Linked DNA regions of Triticum aestivum: region 2 is linked to region 1. A link is a contact called in public HiCAR-type data. All regions are on one chromosome and are shown on one strand. The core of a region is the stretch at or near the end of the contact, and the rest is flanking DNA. Distances in the headings are between cores, read along the strand shown. Region 1 holds the start of LOC123085158 (protein OBERON 4). Region 2 holds the start of LOC123085161.

What was found. HiCAR-type assays count read pairs that join an accessible place to other places.
Region 2: a HiCAR-type map of leaf shows a contact between it and region 1, with 4 times the contacts expected there. The contact joins the promoter of LOC123085161 here to the promoter of LOC123085158 in region 1. A contact is called at or near these places in 1 of 5 Hi-C or Micro-C datasets (leaf) and 1 of 1 datasets of contacts at active chromatin or transcription factors (leaf).

What each region holds. Positions count from the first base shown.
Region 1 is chr4A:63,565,700-63,571,644 of IWGSC CS RefSeq v2.1, reverse strand. LOC123085158 (protein OBERON 4) reads left to right here and starts at 2,889. Exons shown (of 3, transcript XM_044506759.1): 1 at 2,889-5,945. The coding sequence starts at 3,339.
Region 2 is chr4A:63,824,262-63,829,964 of IWGSC CS RefSeq v2.1, reverse strand. It overlaps LOC123085161, which reads right to left and starts at 3,520. Exons shown (of 1, transcript XM_044506762.1): 1 at 2,956-3,520. The coding sequence starts at 3,436. The coding sequence ends at 3,068. LOC123085160 reads left to right here. Exons shown (of 5, transcript XM_044506761.1): 4 at 1,220-1,447; 5 at 2,269-2,911. The coding sequence ends at 2,610.

The DNA.
Region 1 (5,945 bases), core at 1,640-4,139:
ATTATTATTATATTTCCTTGTTCATGATAATTGTCTTTTATTCATGCTATAACTGTATTATCCGGAAATCGTAATACACGTGTGAATACATAGACCACAATATGTCCCTAGTGAGCCTCTAGTTGACTAGCTCGTTGTGATCAACAGATAGTCATGGTTTCCTGGCTATGGACATTGGATGTCGTTGATAACGGGATCACATCATTAGGAGAATGATGTGATGGACAAGACCCAATCCTAAGACTAGCACAAAAGATCGTGTAGTTCATTTGCTAGAGCTTTGCCAATGTCAAGTATCTCTTCCTTCGACCATGAGAGCGTGTAACTCCTGGATACCGTAGGAGTGCTTTGGGTGTATCAAACGTCACAACGTAACTGGGTGACTATAAAGGTGCACTACAGGTATCTCCGAAAGTATCTATTGTTTTATGCGGATCGAGACTGGGATTTGTCACTCCGTGTAAACGGAGAGGTATCTCTGGGCCCACTCGGTAGGACATCATCATATGCGCAATGTGACCAAGGAGTTGATCACGGGATGATGTGTTACGGAACGAGTAAAGTGACTTGCCGGTAACGAGATTGAACAAGGTATTGGATACCGACGATCGAATCTCGGGCAAGTAACATACCGATAGACAAAGGGAATTGAATACGGGATTGATTAAGTCCTTGACATCGTGGTTCATCCGATGAGATCATCGTGGAACATGTGGGAGCCATCATGGGTATCCAGATCCCGCTGTTGGTTATTGACCGGAGAACGTCTCGGTCATGTCTACATGTCTCCCGAACCCGTAGGGTCTACACACTTAAGGTTCGATGACGCTAGGGTTATAAAGGAAGTTTGTATGTGGTTACCGAATGTTGTTCGGAGTCCCGGATGAGATCCCGGACGTCACGAGGAGTTCCGGAATGGTCCGGAGGTAAAGATTTATATATGGGAAGTCCTATTTTGGCCACCGGAAAATGTTCGGGATTTTTCGGTATTGTACCGGGAAGGTTCTAGAAGGTTCCGGAGTGGGGCCCACCTGCATGGGGGGACCCACATGGACGTGGGTAGTGGGGGCAAGGCCCCACACCCCTGGTCAAGGCGCACCAAGATCCCCCCTTAGAAGGAATAAGATCATATCCCGAAGGGATAAGATCAAGATCCCTAAAAAGGGGGGATAACAATCGGTGGGGAAGGAAATAATGAGATTTCTTTCCTCCCACCTTGGCCAACGCCCCAATGGACTTGGAGGGCAAGAAACCAGCCCCTCCACCCCTATATATAGTGGGGAGGCGCATGGGAGCTATACACGAAGTTCTGGCGCAGCCCTCCCTCTCTCCAGTACTCCTCCTCTCCCGTGGTGCTTGGCGAAGCCCTGCAGGATTGCCACGCTCCTCCACCACCACCACGCCGTTGTGCTGCTGCTGGATGGAGTCTTCCTCAACCTCTCCCTCTCTCCTTGCTGGATCAAGGCGTGGGAGACGTCACCGGGCTGTACGTGTGTTGAACGCGGAGGTGCCGTCCGTTCGGCACTAGGATCATCGGTGATTTGAATCACGACGAGTACGACTCCATCAACCCCGTTCACTTGAACGCTTCCGCTTAGCGATCTACAAGGGTATGTAGATGCACTCTCTTTCTACTCGTTGCTGGTCTCTCCATAGATAGATCTTGGTGACACGTAGGAAAATTTTGAATTTCTGCTACGTTCCCCAACACCGGCCTCATCGACCACAAGGGGGTTGCTAGGCCCAATAAAAGGAGCAAACCCTAGGAGGCGAAGACAGCGTTCATGATCTTCAAGACTAGAGGGCAGCAGCGCCCCAGATTGCATCTGCCATGTAAACCCTAGACCTCTCTTGCCTATACAAAGGGAGGGGTAGGGTCCTCATTCATCATCTATCCACATATAGGAAACTCTCGATAGCAATCTCATTCACCATTGTAATCCCGCATGAGGTATCCCTCCATTATCAATCATCAAAACCAGCAGGACGTAGGGTATTACTCTCGGGAGGCCCGAACCTGTATAAACTCCTCGTGTGACCTCCGATTCATGACTTCCAGCTACGCTTGGACCCCTACCGAGGGATGTGACAGTATTTTGCACCGTCAACGGATGTGCCCGATCACGGCCGGGCCTCCCTGTATCCGCCCTACATTTGAGTTGCATATAAGGGTGCCGATCAGCTCGGACGTTTGAGGATGTTTTGAGGTGCCCGTGTGGTCGACTTTTTTTATCGACCACCGATCCGCCCGGACGTATGAGGGGGGCGGGGGGGGGGGGGGGGTTGAGGTGCTCTAAGGATGACGGAATATTTCATTACATATTCAACATCCACTGGTAGTGTTTTAAAGAAAAAAACAGAGAACCTGTAATCCCGAATGCAAGCAAACTTTGGAGAATAAACTAGTGGATGAGTAGTCAGCTTCTACTAGCCCCGACGGAGGAAAAACTGGTGGCTTGTTGTTTTCGTCAAGCAATTGACAATGGCCAATTGGTAAACTCCGGCCTCCGCAGTTGCTCTCACCTTGAAAAAGAAAATCAGGAACCCGTTTTATTAATAAATTCAGAAATCTGCTGGCTGCAAAGGAGGGAGAAGCACGCAACATTTGGGACTCCATTTTCCCTTCGAATCAAATCGGAGTCTGCGGCAGAGCTCCACTCGGCCGATTGGCTCCGCTCCACTGGAATCTGGATTTGCGGGGACGACGGGACAAGTCACCAGCGCGGGGGTCGGGAGACGGAGACGCTGATGCCCATGCTATCCTCCGCACGCAAACGCCAGTCAAAAGCTGACCTTTCCGGCTCACACATCAGGGATCAGACCACCGCACCACGCCACCCTGAGGCCTCCACGACACGACCCAGCCGCATCCCCAGCGCGCCACCCACCCCACCACATCCACCCCCACGAGTCCACCACCGCCGTTGGCCACGCGCCACCGCGCCACGACGCCCGGCCTCGCGTCCCCTGTTCGGCCCCGGATCCGCTGCGCTCACTGCCATCTACGAAGGCGGGCCCCGGCCGAGCGACTCCCACGGGCCTCCTGCACCGCGCTCCGTCCGTCGGCGGTAAAAAAAAGAGAGAGGAGTAAGCAGGGGCGGCCGGCTGTGAGACCCGGGTCCAAATCTGGGTGACGCCCGTTGACCGCGACCAGGAGGCGAGGGGAGTGGCCGGGAGCGAGCGAGGGAGGAAGAGGGGAGGAGTGAGCCGGACGGACGCAAGCGCGAGCAGCAGCGGCCACCCCGCGCACGCATTCGCCCGTACGCCCCCACCCGCTCCTTCCTTATCTTTCCCCCTCGGCGGCAGCCCCCCCGCCCTCCTCGGCGGGCCGATCTGGCATGAAGCGCCAGCGGTCGTCCTACGTCGACGACGACGACCCGGACGGCGACAGGCGGAGGTTCTACGACCGCGGGGGGCCGCCGTCGCCGCGCCGCCGCCCCGCGGAGTACGAGAGCGACGAGTTCGACCGCCGGGCCGGCTTCGGCGGCGGCAGGTTCTACGACCACCGCTACCGGGACTCCCCCTCGCCGCGGGGCTATGGCGGGGACCGCGCGATGCACCGCTCCGAGAGCTTCTCCGGCTTCCGCCGCGAGTTCCCCAAGGGCTTCCGCGCCGACCGCGACCGGTCGTCGCGCTGGGACGCGAGCGGCAGCGGCAGCGGCGGCGGCGGCGGCTCGGCGTGGCGCCGTCCCGGTGGCCCCTGGAGGGATCCGCACGGCTTGGACGGCCACAAGTCTGCCACCAGGCGGCAGGCGCCGTCGCCGCCTACGCCCCCTCGCCGGTCTCCTAGTGAGCCCAGGAGGAGGATAGATGGTCCCAAGGGGGACAAGTTGAGGAAGCACAACTGCGGCGCCGGTGAGATCGAGGAAGGGGAAGTCGCGCCAGATCCGGACGCCAAAGCCCCGCCTCCGCCTGCCGTCGCGGAGCATCAGAAGTGGGTTGACTCAGGCCGTCCTGATGACAAGGGAACTAGCAAGAGATGCGAGTTAAAGAAAGTGGATTCACCTGGGCCAAGACTAAGAGTGGATTTGAGAACTCAAGCTGCCGACAACTCGGGGAAGGAGAAAGGGAAGATCAGCGATGATGCAGTTGCAGAAGCAGGGAAAGTAACAACCACGCAGCATGAGAAATCAGCATCAGATGTCACAGGGAAAGTAGCAAACACACAGCATGAGAAATCAGCATCGGATGTCACGGGGAAAGTATCAAACACACAGCATGAGAAATCAGCATCGGTTGTCACAGAGAAAGTAGCAAACGCACAGCATGAGAAATCAGCATCGGTTGTCACAGAGAAAGTAGCAAACGCACAGCATGAGAAATCAGCATCGGATGTCACGGAGAAAGTGTGTGGAGGAGATGGAGCTGCCAGTGCCGTTGATCAAGGTGGAGAGAGCACTTCCTCCGCTATGCAGCTGGAAGCGCGGCATGAGGAAGTCGTTACACGACAAGATGGTGCCAATGCTGCTCATGTGGGTGGGCAGAGCACTTCATCTGGTATCCTCAAGGAGGCTACCATGGAAGAAGTGACAACACAAGTTGAAACTGCCATTGCTGTCAATGATGTTGGGAAGGGCACTTCATCCAGCACACAAAAAGAATCACTGCAGGATGTAGTAATGGCATTAGGTGAGACTGCTAGTGACGATGATATTGTTTGGATTGGCAGTTCATCGACTACGCTGCAGAAAGTTCTTCCTAAAGAAGCAACAGATGGAAACATCAATGCCGGTGGCGATGTTGGATATTGCGCTTCGTCCAGTATCCTGCAGGGGGCGACGCAGGAGGAAGTGAAATATGTAGATGTAGCTGCCAATATTACAGATGCGCCGAAAGAGGTCAGTTCTTTCAGTATGCCGAAGGAAGCGGTTCATGAAGAGGACACACCGCTAACTGCTAATACCATTAATTTGCTAGGAGATAGCAATTCATCCGTTATGCTGGAGGAAGCAATGCATGAGACAGTAACCACGAAAGAACTATCTGCCAATGCGCTTGACATAGCTGGAAAGAGCAGCTCATCTACTATGCTCCAGGAAGATGTCATGACTTCTCTCTGCCAAGAGTCTCAAGAAATTAAAGAAACTGAAATAGGAAATGTTGGAGACAAGAAGATTGATGAAACAACTGAATCTATCGCATCCCAGCCAGTGGAAGAGGGACTCGAGAGGTACGGTTGTGAAAATAGAGTTGCGCTTGACAAAACTGAAGTTGTAGAAGAAAAAGAAGCAGCGGTTGAGAATGAAATCGTTGCGAAACAAGTAATACATGTTGATCTGGAGGCCAAACTTGCAGGTACTGGTGCTTTCCTTCAACCACCCAAGGACCATATTAAGGATACTGAGGAAGAGGACACGACTTTGGATCTGATTATGGAGAAGCCAAGGGCTGAAGATAAAGGAAAGGGTATAGCATTTGATGTCCTTAATAAGGCAGGTGGTGGTACTTTAGCGGGGAGAGGTTTTGACATAGGATTGCAGCCTGACACAGACCAAAAAGAAGCATGGAAATCTACAAGCACTACTTCCGTAAAGCAGGAAGATGACACACTCAAGATAGGGAGACTCGATCTTTCACTAAGCTTGTCAGGTGGTTTACACGATCCTGAATTCAGAAGTTCTGTTCCCGGACCTGATTCTGTAGCCCATGGACCATGCTCTCAGTTGTCGTCGTCATCATCATCATTCTGCACAAATTCAGATGGAATAACAGCTTCTGTATCATTGACCAATTCTCAAGCATTTGTTCGCAACCCTAGTTTCTCACATACTCAACGGTCATTGGACAATTGTGAGCACTCAGTAGGCAGTAAACCTTTGTTTCAAGGAGTTGATCAGGTGAGCAACAGCACAGGATGGCAAGTAGAGTTGTCGTCAAACATATCTACCGAGAAAGGGAACCCTACCCCGCTACTTCAGAAAGCACTCCAAAATGGTCATTTGTCA
Region 2 (5,703 bases), core at 2,271-4,770, 260 kb before region 1:
AGATTAATAGCAAAACCCATCATCATCCATGGATTGATACGACGGCAGTGTATGCTTCTGTTAACCACTGTAGGAGTTGATGTGGTGGATGGGATGATGGGGCCATTCTTCGTTTCTTCTACACTATAGCTCGTAGCCGTAGGCGATTCAAAAAATAGCTTTGCCGCATGATCTCCCATGATATGATTTGAACCCGTCAATGATTGTTAGTTGGCCCACACTGTCAGTCAGTGCCGTTGCCGTTGGTGGTCCTGGGCCAAGGCTTCTCCCTTTTCCCTTGCTTTTGGAGATTGTCCGGGGCCTTGGAATTTGGAAATATTCTGCTGCCTTTCTTGTACTGTCGCTCGTGCGAGACCTGCGCCAGTGAGATACTCCTCTGTCAATTTTAAATCATTACCACAGGTTGTGTTCTACAAAAAGAAAAAATGTTCTAGTTCTATGAACTGCGTGTTTTTATCAAAAAATGGTTGGTTATGTTCTAGAGGAAAATAATAATCTAGCAGTAGTAAGCACTTTGGTGCTGAAATGTGACGTTGCCATGGCCGATTGTTATGAATGGTTCACCCACACCCAACGGGCATGTTTAAATGCAATGTGAGTGCAAATTTGAAACTTTAAAGGAACTGCACTTTTTTTTGCAAGAGAGAGATAGCACATGGCGGCAGCTTGGTTTATGATGTATCTGGGCCATGTATGACCAGTGAATAGGACGGGGGTGCCCACAACAAGAAGAAGAAAGTTAGCCTTTCCTGTCTTATGCAAAAGGCATGGGCCAGGCCCAAAGGCCAGTGAATACTATTGAGGTGCTCATTGTGTGTTACTGTAGAACTACTACCGCAATAACTACTGTGCCACTGGACCATCTGATCTGCTCAAGTGCGCATTTTCATTGCACTGTCAAAACTTATTTGTTGACTCAAGTTAGTTTGAATTGGCAACCCTCTCTTGTTTGAAGAGGCATTGCATTCACAGATCATACAGTTTGTGATTATGGCGGAGATATCCACCATTATAGGCTTTCAGCTTGGATGCGCACAGCAGGGCTGCTGGATTTGGTTGACACATACTGGGGAAACTTTTATTGCGCTCTCTCACTCTGTACATTCTTCCTTTTTATGGCCCAAAGATGTTACATTACATGCATGCTTTGAGTGCGTGCACCGAAAGAAAACTTGAGTTGAGTTAAATTATGTCCTGCTAAAATCTTTTCCCCATGCAGATTGTGGCTGAAGACTGCAAGTTGGTGCGCTCTGGAAGCTGCTGCGACTGCAAGGAGATTGTGGGGAAGATAATGAAGCAAGTGAGAGCGGAATCAGAGCAATGGACTGAGATGCAGGACATGCTGGAGCAGGTCAGGCTGGAGATGCAGGAGCTGCAGTCTTCCAGGGATACATGGCAGCGCCGTGCCATTGCGTCTGACATCAGTCTTGGTTCCTTGAATTCTGAGGTCAGTAGCCTCTAATTATGCTTTGCGTCTTCAGTACCTAGAAATGCTTCTTGGGTTTACAAAAGTAATTTTACGTTGTTGAGGCTCTGGTAACTGCATCGTCCTTTACATTACTAATGACACTTACATGCATCCACTTTTGGAATTCAGAGAAAGATGTATCGATTGGCTGAAACAAAAGAGTACTCATTTCAAGTAGGAGTTCTGTTATTGCGCCTAAAGATTACAACCTTGATTTCTTACTCTGGAGTTACTTCTCTCTGAAAACAAAACAGTGAATGTGTCAGATGGTTTTCACTTTCAGTGAAATTTCGATAAAATTCACTGAATTTCATTAATTCAACAGTCACTGAAATATTTACCTTTCGGCCACAATATTTCAGCAATTTCACTAGTACACACGAATTCAGATTTTTTTTAAACAAATATCTAATTGAATTCATGTGAACATTTTGGTCTTTTGACTGAAACGCAAGCCAAAATAACTGAAATTCACTGAATTTCGGTTGGTGCTGATTTTTTTCTGAAACTGAAAGTGAAAACCTGTCAGAATCCAATGACGAACAAGTCTTTATATACTCCTATACAGTGCATGTTCAGACACACTGCTTTGCAGTTTTATTTGGAATGGACTACATGTTCATGGCTCTGGACAAATCTCAGTTTCTGACTGAGTATTTTTTATAAAAGTTTCAGAATGAGTTGAGCACACCCTTTCGTATTGCTTGTGATCCAGACCTACACATTTTCAGATGTTCACATTAAAGCCAGTGATGTTGTTAACTTGTTATCTGAAGAAAATTCTTGTTAACATTCACCAGATGCTGGAGTGGAAACAACGCGCGCAGGCGTCGGAGCAGCATGCTGAAGAGCTTCAGAAGAAGGTCTCGGAGCTGCAAGGCAAGCTGCACACCTTCAAGTCCCATTTCCCCACCCCAAACCTGCCCAGCAGAGCATGGTCTGAGGCTTGCAGGATGGAGAACCCGCGGGCAGCCAAGGCTCAGCACCACCACCGGCCACCGCAGCAGCAGCAGCAGGACGGCGGCAAGGAGAAGGAGAAGCACGTGCTGATCTGCCGCGTGAAGCACTCGCCCAGCGTCATCCCGAGGCGCTCGCCGCTGCAGGACATCGGCAACATCGCCTTGCCGCGGCGGCAGCCGTGAGCACTGACCATCCTCTTCCGGAACCAAGGTTTCCGGCGGGAGTGGGGAGAGATGAACTCTGTCACTTTAGTTTAGTTTAGCCTCTAATAAAGTGATTTACTACTGCTAATCTAATAAGTAATCACCACGACTGACTTCTCGTCAGTCAGGTCTGTAGTGGTGAGTGGCCACTGAGCTCAGCTGGGACGGAGTTACTTTGCGTAGTACAGTGTCGAGGAATAGGCGCGATCTGTCAGAGGTGTATGTAAGGCGAATGCCTCTTTTTTCCTGAGATTAATTGCCAATTTTGTTTCCTGCTTCTTCCAAGATCTGACGGTATGCAACTTCTCAACTCAGAATCATGTCTTGCACGAGAAAAAGTTTCTTAGATCATCTAGAGTGATGAACTACAAGTACAATGATAGCATCAGAGGCTTTGTTGGCGCTAAATATTTGACTATACATCTAGAAATTTGAGCTAGTGATTGATCATGGAGACCCAGGCGCAGTATGTGCACACGATCCTCTGGGGGATGTAGACGTAGACGGCGAAGGAGAGGCTCATGAGCGCCACGTCCTTCCAGTCCCCCTTCTGCTTCGGGCTCAGGCTCTCCCGCACGTCCATCCCGGCCTTCACCACGCCGCTGTGCGCCCTCTCGGCCATGGTCACCCACCACGCCCTCTTCTTTCCTCCTCCTCCTCCTCCGTCGCCGCCGATCGGCGGCTCGGTGGGAAGGCGGTTTTGGCAGCGGAAGGAGGGCCTTCGCCTAGGCACGGCGGCGTTGCGCCGTCGTCTCAAGGCATGGGAGAGATGTGGAGCGGCGGCGGTGGTGGTAAGGGAAGCCATTGCATGGAGGCTGCGATCCTGAGGAGGAGGAGGAGTAGAGGTGTGATCTATGGTGTATTGGTGTCTATGTGGAGTTTTCCAACACGAGAGGATAAGTAGCTCCTGACTACGGGAGGAGGAGAAGGGAAGACAGTGACAACCACGTGTGTCATTTAGCGGCAAGCAGGCTGGCAGTTGGCCCAAGCAAGCTCATACTCTCGAGATATTTTGTACAGTACAACTTGGTCAAAATCACACTAGATTTCTTCTTTTAGGAAAACAGCAGGACTCTACTGCTTTTTCTTCTTCAAATAAATAAGACAAAAGAGAAGAGTTCAACGAATAAAAGAATAAAACAACATAACAATGGCACTGATCCTGGACTGGGTGCATTGGATCTCTATCAGGAAGGTAGGAATGTGGCGGTGCAGAAGGGGAGTACCCCACCAGCCGAACCCAATCCCAAGCTTAGAACAATTCAGAGAGAGAAGCTTGAGAAACGGGATGGTCAATGCAAAATTCAGAACAAGGCATTGGAAGGTGCTGAGGAGAGGGAACCAGTGCTGGGTAAAAGAGCTGCTCGTGGGACTGTGGATGGCAAAGGTACAGAGGACAAGTCTGAGAAAGAGAAAGGGGAACAGAAGAAGAAAGCAAGAGGGGCTGCTGGAACTGAGGATGGTGGAGACAATGGTGCGTTGGGAGGACAGGAAGCGACCGGTCATGGGGCTACCGGCAAACTGACGGGCGCTAATAGCGGTGCCCGTCAGGACTCATGAGGATCATCAGCTGGAACTGCCGGGGCCTCGGGCAGCCACGGACAGTTCAAGAGCTAGTGTGCTTAGTGCACACATACAAGCCCAAGCTCGTGTTCATTTCCGAAACTCGGCAGAGCAATAAGTATGTCAATAACCTGAGATGGAGACTAGGTCTCCGGCATTGTATCACGCAAACCGGCACTGGGAAAGGTGCCGACATTGCACTCTATTATGATGAAAGCATCGAAGTAATAAAGCTCGCCGTTGGACCGAGGTATATTGATGTGTTGATCCGGTTAAATGCTCATAGTGTCCAGTGGAGAGCCACATTTGTGTATGGTGAACCGAAAGCTCACGAGAGACACCTCATGTGGACCTTGCTAAGAAGAATTAAAGATTCTGCAGATGTCCTATGGCTCATGTTGGGAGACTTCATGAAACTATGTGGCAGTCAGAGCACTTCTCTAAATCAAAACGTTCAGAGAAATATATGGGAAATTTCAGAAAGGTTCTGTCCGACTGTAACTTATTTGACCTGGGATTCAGAGGCCCGACATGGACGTATAACAATAAGCAAGGGGGCAGGGATAATGTACGCGCACGCCTGGACAGAGGGGTGGCGACCCCGGAATGGTCGAACATGTTCAGGGAGGCAACTGTCGAACATATTTGTTCGTCGCGCTCTGACCATCTCCCGGTGCTGCTGAGATTGGGTAATAGAAAGGAATGGAGGCCGGTACGCCCGCAACAGTTCAGGTATGAGCAAATGTGGGAGCGTGAGGGATCACTAAAATCAACTATTGAGGAGTGTTGGCGTAAGAACAGTACGGCTGAGTCTCTGCATGAAGTAGGCGCAAAACTGAAACTTGTACAAAAGGAACTACAGAAATGGGCTGATTGTGATTTCGGTTCAGTTACTAAGAAGGCTGCAGATATTAGGAAAAAGCTGAGCAAGTTGTGGTGCTATCCACCTTTGGCCGGAAACCAACAGAAGATTCAGGAATTGTCAAAAGAACTAGACGAACTTTTACTGAGAGAGGAAACCATGTGGAGGCAACGATCTAGAGTTACCTATCTGAAATGTGGCGACCGTAACACTCAGTGGTTCCAGAGAAAGTCTACTTGGAGGAAGAAGAAGAATGCAATCACTAGACTGAAAGACTGCAATGGTGTATGGGTAGAAAGTACTTCGGGAATCTATGGCATGACTAACTCTTTTTTCATGAGCTATATGAAAAGGAGGAAACAGTAGCACCACATGAGGTGGTGGAGGTGATCTTCTAGAGAACCAAATGACCCGGAGGTGCCGGGTATCATCTAGTTAGTGCCACAGGTTTTATAGTAGGTGAATACATGGGAGAGGAGGGGGCTGCGTTCCTTCCGCTCCTACCGCCCCCTCCTGATCCGCCGCCGGCGGGGCGAACGGCGCCGCCGCGGCCTGCTCGGGAGGAGTCGCCGCTGTCGGGGCGGTCACCTGAGACCGGCGGATCGCCGGATTCGCAGACTGCGGCGGAGATCGGGGGATTTCTCCAT